Linked DNA regions of Mus musculus: all the other regions are linked to region 2. The links are chromatin contacts, called in public HiChIP or PLAC-seq maps. All regions are on one chromosome and are shown on one strand. The core of a region is the stretch at or near the end of the contact, and the rest is flanking DNA. Distances in the headings are between cores, read along the strand shown. Region 1 overlaps Pde7b (phosphodiesterase 7B). Region 2 overlaps Gm33510 (a long non-coding RNA gene). Region 3 overlaps Pde7b (phosphodiesterase 7B).

Region 1 (3,894 bases), core at 384-2,883, 400 kb before region 2:
TTCAAGAAAATTCCTACTGTATAGTATACCAAAACTCTATTTTTTTTAATAGTGAGGAACTACCTTGATTGTAACAACCATTGCATCACACTATCATTATGTCTTTAATTCTCTGACTTTGGGTTGGTCCATTGCATCAGAGCCTGCTTGCTAAGAGGTGTTGGACATTCACAGATTTTCCTAGATTCTGAATCAAAATTTCTCATTGGCCAAGTAGAAACTGGACTTGCAACGGGAGCTTCTGAACCTATTTATTGATAAAAAACCACAAGCTGGGAAGTCTTTTCCTGTTAAGCTCGGTGCTGGCAGTATTTATGGTAAAAGCCCATCACAAAGTGGTGGTTTTTGGGACCACTGAGGAGATGTGGGCTGGGTTTTTTTTTTTTTCTTCTGGCCTCATGCAGCCTTAAAAAAAAATCAGTGAACTATGAAAGGAAATATCAGAAAATCCACATCTCTTTTCATGGATGTGATAAGATTTTCAGAGCTGACACCGAAAACGTTAGTATACATAATTTGCATTCATATTGTGAAGGATTCCTAACACTGGGTACTTTGGTGCTTAGCAATATGCTGACTCGGCATCTCCCAATGGCTGAGGAGGCAACTAGGTCTTGCTTTACCTTTGGCTCCTTCAGGTAACAGTGCATGGCCTGGGTGACGTCGGCTGCGTGAACAGCATTGTGGTATGGGTTGTGACCGTGGTAATCTTCCTGAACCATAACTAGGAGGAAACAGAAAGCTTAGTCAGCTAACATCAAGGTAAGAATGGCATAGCAGGTAAGACTGATTTGAGGTGCTTCTTGCTTAAAAGTATCAGAGCTTCTAAAGTGCACAGTCTGAGGAATCCTTTAAAAAAGAAGGTGGGTTGCAAGCCTTGCCTGGCATCTTGGGTGTTTGTAATGGGGAGGAAAGGGAGAGAAAGGCCAGAAGGATCTGTGCAGTTTTGGGGACTTCTCACCTCTTCCACAGATCACCCCTTTCTGGCATCTCATGAAGGCTCTCATTCACAGGAAAGATAAATATGGAGGGAAAAGGACTACTTTATTTCATACCATCTTTCAGTTATCTAAAGTCTGTTGCCATTAGTCATGTGCCATAGATGATGCTCTCTTTCAGCGTCCTTGTGTTTTGGGTTCCTGCTGTCTAGTGATTGGATTACCACGTGAATAACAAACAGTCATCAAAACAGATCTTAGCCTCCGGCAGGTAGCTATTCCAGAGCTGCACTGAGCCAAGTGGGGCCTCCTTGGTTCATGTCGCCCCTATTTGGAGCATCATCTTTCATGCCCCTCCAGTGCAAAGCAGGAAAGTACCACGTCCACGGAAGGCAATAGTTTTGGTTTGCTGCTTATAGGAGAAGCCAATACCTGCTTCAGCATGTAGCCAAGTCAATGCTTGGATGAAATATATTCAGTGTGTATAGAGTGTCCAGACTTACAATGGCCATATTCATTTAGTGTTGCTTCAAACCTGGCTCCAGATTCTGCTGTTAACTCAGATGCCAAGGCTGTATTTCCTACATGTTCTGGGGGCACACATGTGTCCAAAGAATCTGTATCTCTTTAGACCAATCAACATTATTTGGCCCCTTTCACGGCCATTACTTTGCTCAGGCAATTAGAGTGCAATCAGCCTGAGGTTGTTTATGCCTCTGGAAAGGAGCCAGTTTGTGGCTGGTTGGTTACACATGTCTCTGCTATGCTGCATGCACTTTTTTATTCAGTAGGCTTGTTTCATATCATATGTAAACTCCAGCTCTGACACTTACTGGTGATGTGCAAATTACTTAACCATAATCCTCAACTTTCTTATAACAATGCCCTGAGTCCAAGTGTCGCTGCCTTTGAATGGTCCATGTGTTAATGCATGCAGTCCTTGGAAGAGGATGCAGGAGATGTAAGTGCCATGCCTGGTGGCAGGAGCTGCTTTTACGTTCCTTCTGATGGTACCGAGTCAACTTTAGAATTCATGGTCACACTGTCACATGACAAGTGTGGTTTGAACCGGAAATGTACTAAATGGCAGAGGCAAGCAACCCAGTGACTAGGAATCTATTTTGGAGAATTCATATGAGGAGATAAGAAAATTCACAGAACCAAAGAGGAACTGGGCTGCTTTTAGAGAAAGACCCGTGGCTGCGGTGGTGGCGTGTGTAAAGATGGCGGGCTTTGACCTGCGTGTGACTTGAGGTCTATCGCTTACTAGTCATTAGCCTTGGGAAAGTAGTGAAACCTCTTGGTTGTCCTTTATAACTGGAACAAGTGGTGATAATAATGTCCAGCTTGTGGATTTCTTCAAACAATTAGAAGTCATTTACCTAAAGTGTTCCACCCACAGTGGTGGAATGTAAACTGTCGTTAATAATTCATTTTAAGGATTTTCAGCAAATTGTGTTGTGATCATCATTATCTCATTGGGATTCTATTAGTATAAGAGCATGTCAGAATTGTCTTGACACCTATATACCCTTGGTGGTCTTTTTATAGATCCTTAATGTATTGAAGCATAACACATTAAGCTAACAACTCATCAATGACTTAGGACCGATAAGTTATCGTTAAAAAGTAAGATTAAATCTATTAAGATTAATTTGAGGTCTTTTTTTTAAATCATGCTGTGGTTAACACTTTATTTATTGAAAATTATTTTTTTGAGGTTATAATATATTTACATCATTTTTACTTCCCTTTTCTTCCTTCAACCCCCCATATACTTTTCTTTACTCTCTTTCAAATTCTCTCTCTCTCTCTCTCTCTCTCACACACACACACACACACACACACACACACACACACACACACAAACACACACACACACATCCACACACCACACTGCACACACACACACACACACACACACACACACACACACACTCATATTCCTAAATGCACAAATACAACCTGCTGCAAATGTTACTTGTATGCATCATTTCAGGGCTGACTATTTGGTACTGAATAACCAACTAGTGTCCTTTTTTCCCTGGGAAGACTATCTCTCCCGTTCCCAGTTTTCCTTGGTTATCTGCTGCTGTCTGTGGAAGGCTGCGGCCTTGTGGGCTGTCTCCCATGTCTTGTCTGTTGAGTCCTCTGTTCAGCTCATGTTTGTTGATACTGTGGTTGTATAGGGACATGCAAGAAAAAAAGACTTACCCAGAAACCTGTGCAAGGTCACCATATCGAGCTTGAAATGGTGGATGAGCCCATGGGAGTTGAAGAGGTGACACAACAGAGTTACCAGACTGTTCCCTGCGGAGGAATAGGAACTCACATTATTTTTATTAAACAACCAACCAGCCAGCAACAATAACAACAAAACCCTAGCAAGATTGAAAATAAGATTCAAATTCTCCAAAATAAGGTTTCTCTGATAGAATAATTCCCCACTTTTCATTTGAAATTATATATATTGCAATCTTCTTCTAGGTTTCTCATTATATTGTATATATAAAATTATCTCCCATCTTCTTATATCAGAGGAAAAGAAATTATTAAATGAAAGAATTTGTCTATGGAGTATGTGTGTGTAATTTTAAAAGCACATGGACCCTCAAAATATGCTTTAAGTCACTTCCAATTTACTTTTCACTGTAGAGATCTTTAAGTCACTACATTATTCAACAATAGTAGTCCATTTGTCCTATGACACTTATCCAAGAGAAGACTGACTGAGATACTTCACAATTCAGGCAAGAAGAGCTGCAAAATTAAAGCATAATAACAACATTCAAGATTTATTATAAATTTAGTTAAAGTATGAATTATTAAGATAAAGTCTCATTATATTGTAGTCCAGGATAACCTCAAATTCATGTTTCAGTAGCCTCAGTTTCCTTGGTGTCACCATGCCTGGGTGACAGGTATTTTTAATACTTTAAAAAAGTATTACAGAGAT
Region 2 (3,549 bases), core at 594-3,093:
TGTATGTGTGTGATTGTGTATATGTCTCTGTGTGTGGCTATGTGTATGTCTCTGTGTGTGATTGTGTGTATGTCTCTCTGTGTGTCTGTGTGGGTGACTGTGTGTTATATGTGTGTGTGATTGTATGTATGTCTCTGTGTGTGTGTGTGTGTCTGTGTGGGTGACTGTGTTGTCTGTGTGTGTGATTGTGTGTATGTCTCTGTGTGTGTCTGTGTGTGTGACTGTGTGTATGTATGTTTGTATGTATGTGTGACTGTGTATGTCTGTGTGTGTGTGTCTGTGACTATGTGTATGTGTGTGTGTGACTGTGTGTATGTCTCTCTGTGTGTGTGACTGTGTGTATGGCTGTGTGTGTGTGATTGTGTGGATGTCTGTGTGTGTGTGATTGTGTGGATGTCTGTGTGTGTGTGACTGTGTATATGTCTCTGTGTGTGGCTGTGTGTACATCTGTGTATGTGAGACTGTGTGTATGTCTGTGTGTGTGTGTGATTGTGTGTATGCCTCTATGTGTATCTGTGTGTGTGTGTGTGTGTGACTGTGTGTATGTCTGTATGTGTGTCTCTGTGTGTGACTGTATATATCTGTGTGTGTGTGTGATTGGGTGTATGTCTGTGTGGGTGTCTGTGTGTATCTGTGCATGTGTATATGTGTGTTGCATATGACTATAGTGTGCATGTGTATGTGTGTTTGTCTGTGTGTATGTCTGTAAAACCATAACAGTTAAAGACAAAGAGGCCATGAATTCCAGATGCATCAAAAAGGAGTGTTTGAAGATAAGAAAGAGAGGGGCATAAATGATGTAGTTGTATTTTAATTTAAAATAATTTCCTTTGTGTGATTAGAATTATTTTTTTATAATTTTCGTTCAAAAATAACATTGAATTTGTTCCTGGACTATATCTATCTATATCTATGTCTATATCTATACCTATATCTATATGCCTATACCTAAATATATATATATTGTATATTATATATGTGTGTAATATATGTAGCATATGTGAATATAATAGATTATATATGTATTATATTGTATATTACTATAACATTATGATTAATTTCCCCCCTTGTCCCCTGTCAACCCCCACACCTCCCTAGCAGCTATTTGTTCTACATTCTTGTCTCTTTGTTTGTTCTGTGACCCACTGAGTTTAATCAGTGCTATTTGTGTGTCTTCAATGGAATAATGTTAAATCATAAAGGATAAAATTCTATAATAGGCAATAAGTAATATATTAGATATAATATATAAAAATATACAAGTAAATATGTGCATAATATACATACATGATAATATTAATATTTTTATAAAATATAATAATTTATGTTAGTAGGTAAAATTATAACATAGTGGAGCAGTACAGCACCACATTAAGTGAAGTAAGTAAGGCACAGGAGACAAACACTGCCTGCTCACTAAAGGTGGAACTGATAACTCGGAAGTAAAACAGATGTCACTGGAAGAGTAGGAGGGAATGCTTAGTCCACAGTGTTAACCAAAATACAGCTGACAGGAAGTAAGTGGAATGTTCTACAGCAAAGCAGACTGAACATAGCCTCAGTAAAAAAAAAAAAAAAAAAAAAAAGACTGCACATCCCCAAATCACCAGAGGAGAAAAGTGTTTGGTCCCTAACACACAGGAGCCATGTCTGCAGAGATGGAAGTGCTCGCTGACCTGACCTGGTCAATACACATTGTATACACGTACTGAGTTATAGTAATGCATCCAGAAATAGTTACACAGTTTAAAATGGGAAGTTCTATCAGGAGGGAGTGGGGCTGAGTGACAACTGGGACAAGAAAGCTGTGAAGACCACATAGTGTATTGGCTGCTACGTACTCAGCGGTGGGTTCCAGAATGCGTATGTGAACATTTACAATCTATTTTTAAAAGTCCATCCAGTTGGACATGGTGGTGCACACCTTTAATCCCAGCACTTGGGAGGTAGAGGTAGACAAATCTCTGAGCTCAAGATTAGCCTGGTCTACAGAGTTCCAGGACAAGGAGATGTCCAGGTATCTCTTTGACATGACGATTCCGTTTTCTTTAGAAACTCAGTAGTGTGGTTGCTGTGTATATGGTTCTTTCGTTTTCACTTTCTGAGGAACTCCGTACAGATTTTCATGGTGGCTATATCCACGTGCACTGCCACCAACAGCCTGTGAGTCATCCACCTTCTGCATCCTCTCCGATACTGTCTTGTCCTTTTGACAGAAGCCACTCTCAGTGGGGGAAGTGAAACTCCAGTGTGGTTTTGATTTGTATTTTCCTAATGATCCTGAGCTTTCCTAGTGATGCTGAGCTCTTTCTTATGTATTCACTGGCCACTTGTATTTCCTCTTTTAAGAACTGTGTGTGCAAAGTATTTGCCCTTTGTTTAAAATCATACTTCTTGCTGTTGTTGGGATTCATATATATTCCAGACACTAACTCTTATCAAATAAGCAGTGTGTCCATTTTTCTTTCTGTTACCACTGCACAGTGGTGCAGAGGCTTCGTGGTTTTACAGAGCTCCATTTGTTTACTTCACCTTTATTCTCCATGTTTTAGGGCCTTAAAAAAATCTTTGCCCAACATCCTGAAGGTGTCCCTTTCTCTTTTCTTCAGTAGTTCCTTTGTCTTGGGTCTTATAGTTCCTTAATCTATTTTGAGATGGGTTTTGTATCACATGAGATGGAGGGGGCTAATTTCATTCATACACACACACACACATATATATGCATATACAATATAAACATACATATATGTACATACATATATATACGCACACATACACACACACACACACACACACACACACACACACACACATATATCCATACACACACACAGATACAGATACACATATACATACCAACATCTCACAGTGCTGTTTTTGGGAGACTTTGTCCTCTCTCTAGCATTCTTATTGCTTTTGTTAAAAATCAGTTGGCTCTGCATACAGGGATTTGTGTCTAAATATTTATTCTGTTCTGAAGTTGGTCAATGGGTCCGTTTTGTGACAATGCCATGCTGTTTGATTACTATACTTCCATAGTGTGTTTCAATATTATATTGTAATAGTCTCGGTTTTATTGTTTTTGTTCAAGAATACACCAGGTATTCAAGGTCTTTCTTGGATCTCTCTGAGTTTCGTGACTCATTTTGGCTATATAGGGAGTGTTGTTAGTAGTTTGAGGTAAATTATACTAGATCTACTGACCATTCTAGGTAGTGTGTATATTTTATCATTATTAATTCTATCAAGCCACAAACATGGAACATCTTTCCATTTTTGATGGGTCCTCTTTATTTCCTTGGCTTAAAGCTTCCTGTTCACACACACTGACATCACAATAAGTTGGGACATTTTCTCATCAATATCACTAACATGTCTTCTTTATTGTGCCTTTAGAGACATTTAGGCAGTGTGGATATTTCTTAAGTTCAAACTTTACTCTTAGTTGCCTCCCAGTTTGCTGACCATGTGGTTATTATGTAAAATATATTCAATAAGTTTTTAGTGAAAAGAGGGAAGAACAGGCAAAGGGAGAAAGAATAAGGAGTA
Region 3 (3,650 bases), core at 474-2,973, 330 kb before region 2:
GTCTTAGAGAGAATAAAAAGGCGAGGAGGGAGGGGGAAGGGAAGGTAATGGAAGAAAAGGTTAGTGAAGGAGAGCCAATCACAACCTGGCTGTCCCAAGCCCACCGAAGCATCTTTAATTTAGTACGCTTCATTCTAATAGGCCAGCTTGTTTACACTGTATATTTTGAGTTATTTCAAATATCTCTTCCAAACCATTGGGTTTCCAACTTCAGGGGATGCTTTCGAATGCGGCTGGAAAGTATTCCCACACAGTATCACATGGCACCAAAGATATGGAAAGAAAGAAAAGACTACAGGCATTTCAACGGCAGCTAACATGCCACAGCAGACTGCTCCATTATGCTTTCCTGAGGCCCCAAAACACCACTAGTTCAACCTCAAGACCATGCAGTGGTGTCAGATTTTCTCTTCAGGTATGTGTATGCAGACACACAGGCATGGGTTCACACTTGGGCACTTTGGGAGTCTCTGCAGGGTCCTAGCCTCATGCTGTGTTCTAGGAACAGTGCTTACACTGGGCAGAACAATGAAGCTGGGAGAACCTGTTTGTTCTTTTGGAAGGAATATTAGATTTCTTTACTCAACCTGCTGACCTCTCATGGACACTGTCTTAGTAAGGTCACTATTGAGAAGGCCTCCATTATCGATTTTTAGCAATAATTAGTAAGGGTCTCCAAACACTGTCATCTAAGTCAACATTTTCACCAAAATGCCAGTCATGGATTTGCAAATATTTCAAAAACACTTTTATTGTTTTGAAATAAAACAATAAAACAGGCCAACCCATTGTCACCAGGACATGCAAAGTATAACTCAGTTTTCTTTTTTTACATGAACGAAATCATTTTATAATCTCCATATGTTGGGAACTGATGTCACCAGTCTCTTGATTAAAGCAAGCAAGCAAGAAAGCAGGCAAACAGATCCAATGGTATAAAACTTGTTTTTGTTTTTCCCAATAATCTCTTCTTGTCTCGCAAGCCCCCTGCTGGAGAAACCTAGTCTTTTATTATTTGTTTGACAATATTCTCTACATTTGTCCCTTCTTTCCACTACTGTTACTTTCTTCATTTGATACTCTAATTACTCAAGAATTTCAAGCTTGAATTTCTCATATGTAAAACGAAAACAGTGTATGCCTGAAGACAAAAGCCAGGAAAAACTGAGTATTATTTTGAAAAAAAAGAAAAAAAAAAAGACTTTGCCTACACAAGAACCATGATTTAAACCCACTGACAGAAAAAAAAAATTTTTTTTTACAAGCATAGCAATTTCTGAACCATTAGATTCCCAATGCTACTACAAGGCAATTTCTTACCCATTTATCTTTATTGTGGTACAGGCTAAGTGCATGACTGGCCTTATGCTGACCACCACAGCCTCTTCAGAGTCGCTAATACTCGGCAGTTCTTGCCTCCCTTTCCAGATGGTCAGGAGATTAGTTTATTCATGCTTTAAATGCAGGGAGAACAGCAGAAGTTCAGATAGAGGAACGTTTGCTCCCAGCTGGCAAAGCTCTCCAGCGGGGACCGTTTGACCTCATAAGGAGCCGTAACTGCAGCAACTTAAGAGGAAACAGCAACAGCAGTGCCCATTGGGGAATGCAACTGAAAAACAGGAGGCAGGAGCTGCGTGGGGAGGGGCAGGAGTACATAAACACTTAAGGCCTCCGCATGACACCTTTGAGGGCTGCGTAATTCCCACTGACGTCAATTCCGTGCTGTGGATACTGTAAGACCACAGGAAAGAGCCTGACATTGCTTCACAGTTCCTCTCTCTCAGAGAGTGTAGTTCTCAGGCTAGCTTCGCTGGCAGCACAAGAGACTAGAGTTGCAAATTCAATGGCCCTTCTTCTCTGATAGACCATGAATCATAGACTCTGTGCCAGGCCGTCCAAACAATTCCTATTTATGCTACAGATTGAGAGCTGCTGCTGTGACCAAGGAGGGCAATAACTAGCACGCCACCAATAAACACTAAAAAATATACATTCATAAAAATGCACAAATAGGCTGAGAATTTGACTCCTACCCTTCCTCTCCTTCTTCCTGATATTATTTTGGTTGTTGAGATCAAGTCTTATGTGTCCTGGGCAGGCCTTGAACTCAGAACTGCCTCAGCCTAAGCACAGGCGCCTGCCTGCCTTGCTTTCTGTCTGTTCTATGTCTGATGCTCAGCAGCGCAAACCTCGGTAGACAGGTGTTTAAGTGGATGGAAGGGTCTTGTCATGACAAAAATTAAAAAATCTTCTATGTAGCAAATGAAGCCCTGACATGTTAGATTCCTTTGCGTGTTGGTTCTTTTTTTTCTTTTAAAAAATATTTATTTATTATATGTAAGTACACTGTAGCTGTCTTCAGGCACTCCAGAAGAGGGTATCAGATTTGGTTACAGATGGCTGTGAGCCACCACGTGGTTGCTGTGATTTGAACTCAGGACCTTTGTGGAAGAGCAGTCGGCGCTCTTAACTGCTGAGCCATCTCACCAGCCCCGCTTGTTGGTTCTTTCGGGAGGATCACTGAAATCCAGAGAACAGTGCACTGACCTGAGAGGTGATTTTTTTTTTCTTTTTCTTTTTGTAATGAGGATTAACTGTGCCACACGTAGAAAAGCCACTTCTTTTCGTTCCTTAAGAATATTGGTGCATACTTTAGGTGGGGGTAGAGAGTCTACTAATAAGTATTCTCCCTCAAAATGAATCTCAAATGAGTATTTGATTATTTAATGTTTTAATTACCCAATTGTTTTTGAAATCCTTCCAATCATGAGTCATCATCTTGAAGACTGTACTTCCTACTGTCCTTGACTGCAACTTTAGCTGTGCTCTAGGCATCGTTTTTCTCTCCCTCTCCCTTCACATTCTTCCCATTGCCCATCCCAGGCAGCTAAGCCACGACAGCCTCCCTGAAAGTGACACACTCTTCCATCTGACCCTGTCAAACTCTTGTCGCCTTACTGTCTGTCACTTTGCTGAAGCCCAGAGAACAGAATGCTGATCTGAGAAGCAACTTTTTGTAATGAGAAGTAAGTATGCCACACACATTTCCCCCTCTTTGTCCCTGTGCTGAGAGGTTCCACCTGACCTCACAGTGAGATAAACTTAAGCTACTTTTTAAACTCAGACCAAATGCCTTCTTCTGGAGGGAGCCATCTTGGACCACAAGCCCATTGTCCATTTTGCAGAGGATGCTCCTCCTCTGGGCAGGGCTCCGTCCTGGCACTTACCACATGTTACTTCTCTTTTCAACTAGAACTCATTAAAGACAGGACTCTCTCTCCACGCTGGTCCTCTCACCTCCCCTCTCTTTCTGTCTTCTCCTTCCCCCCACTTCCTTCTTTTCTTAAGACAGGGTTGCACTATGTACCCCATCTGGCCCTAATGCCTGCCTCAGCCAAGTGCACAGGTCTGTACACTGTGCCTGGCTAACAGGAGCCATTTCTTATTATTGTTTGTAAACATGGAACTTAGCTCTTCCCCTAGCACATACCAGCTGCTGAACACATGTTTATTAAGCAAAGACATGAACACATTAAAAATAAAGGCCCTAGTCCCTCCCAAGGCTGTTCCTTAGCATGGCAGTTGGATAACTCACCATGACAAACAGGTACCCACAGACCATAGGAGGCTTTGTAAGAAGAGAAAAGTGA

Evidence for each region. HiChIP or PLAC-seq counts read pairs in DNA pulled down with a chosen protein or histone mark.
Region 1: a contact with region 2 is called in an H3K4me3 HiChIP or PLAC-seq map of bone marrow-derived macrophages, with 3 times the contacts expected there. The contact joins two enhancer-like sites. A contact is called at or near these places in 1 of 484 Hi-C or Micro-C datasets (macrophages) and 2 of 115 datasets of contacts at active chromatin or transcription factors (bone marrow-derived macrophages and differentiating embryonic stem cells).
Region 3: a contact with region 2 is called in an H3K4me3 HiChIP or PLAC-seq map of bone marrow-derived macrophages, with 8 times the contacts expected there. The contact joins two enhancer-like sites. A contact is called at or near these places in 1 of 15 datasets of contacts at CTCF or cohesin (pro-B cells), 2 of 484 Hi-C or Micro-C datasets (bone marrow-derived macrophages and macrophages), 1 of 115 datasets of contacts at active chromatin or transcription factors (bone marrow-derived macrophages) and 1 of 9 other capture datasets (embryonic stem cells).

The regions. Positions count from the first base shown.
Region 1 is chr10:20,435,573-20,439,466 of GRCm38.p6, forward strand. It overlaps Pde7b (phosphodiesterase 7B), which reads right to left. Exons shown (of 12, transcript NM_001347366.1): 5 at 3,153-3,248; 6 at 624-724. Among named protein-coding and RNA genes, the nearest start is that of Mtfr2, 90 kb to the left of the region's middle. Within about 2 kb of position 1,634, at least 25 of the 459 cell types and tissues checked have an H3K27ac peak or open chromatin away from gene starts, as enhancers often do. A contact at or near this core is called in bone marrow-derived macrophages, where this site is marked.
Region 2 is chr10:20,833,193-20,836,741 of GRCm38.p6, forward strand. All of the region lies in intron 1 of Gm33510 (a long non-coding RNA gene), which reads right to left. Among named protein-coding and RNA genes, the nearest start is that of Gm33510, 3.8 kb to the right of the region's middle. Within about 2 kb of position 1,844, at least 60 of the 459 cell types and tissues checked have an H3K27ac peak or open chromatin away from gene starts, as enhancers often do. A contact at or near this core is called in bone marrow-derived macrophages and macrophages, where this site is marked.
Region 3 is chr10:20,504,013-20,507,662 of GRCm38.p6, forward strand. The region is part of intron 1 of Pde7b (phosphodiesterase 7B); the gene reads right to left. Among named protein-coding and RNA genes, the nearest start is that of Pde7b, 42 kb to the right of the region's middle. Within about 2 kb of position 1,724, at least 43 of the 459 cell types and tissues checked have an H3K27ac peak or open chromatin away from gene starts, as enhancers often do. A contact at or near this core is called in bone marrow-derived macrophages and macrophages, where this site is marked.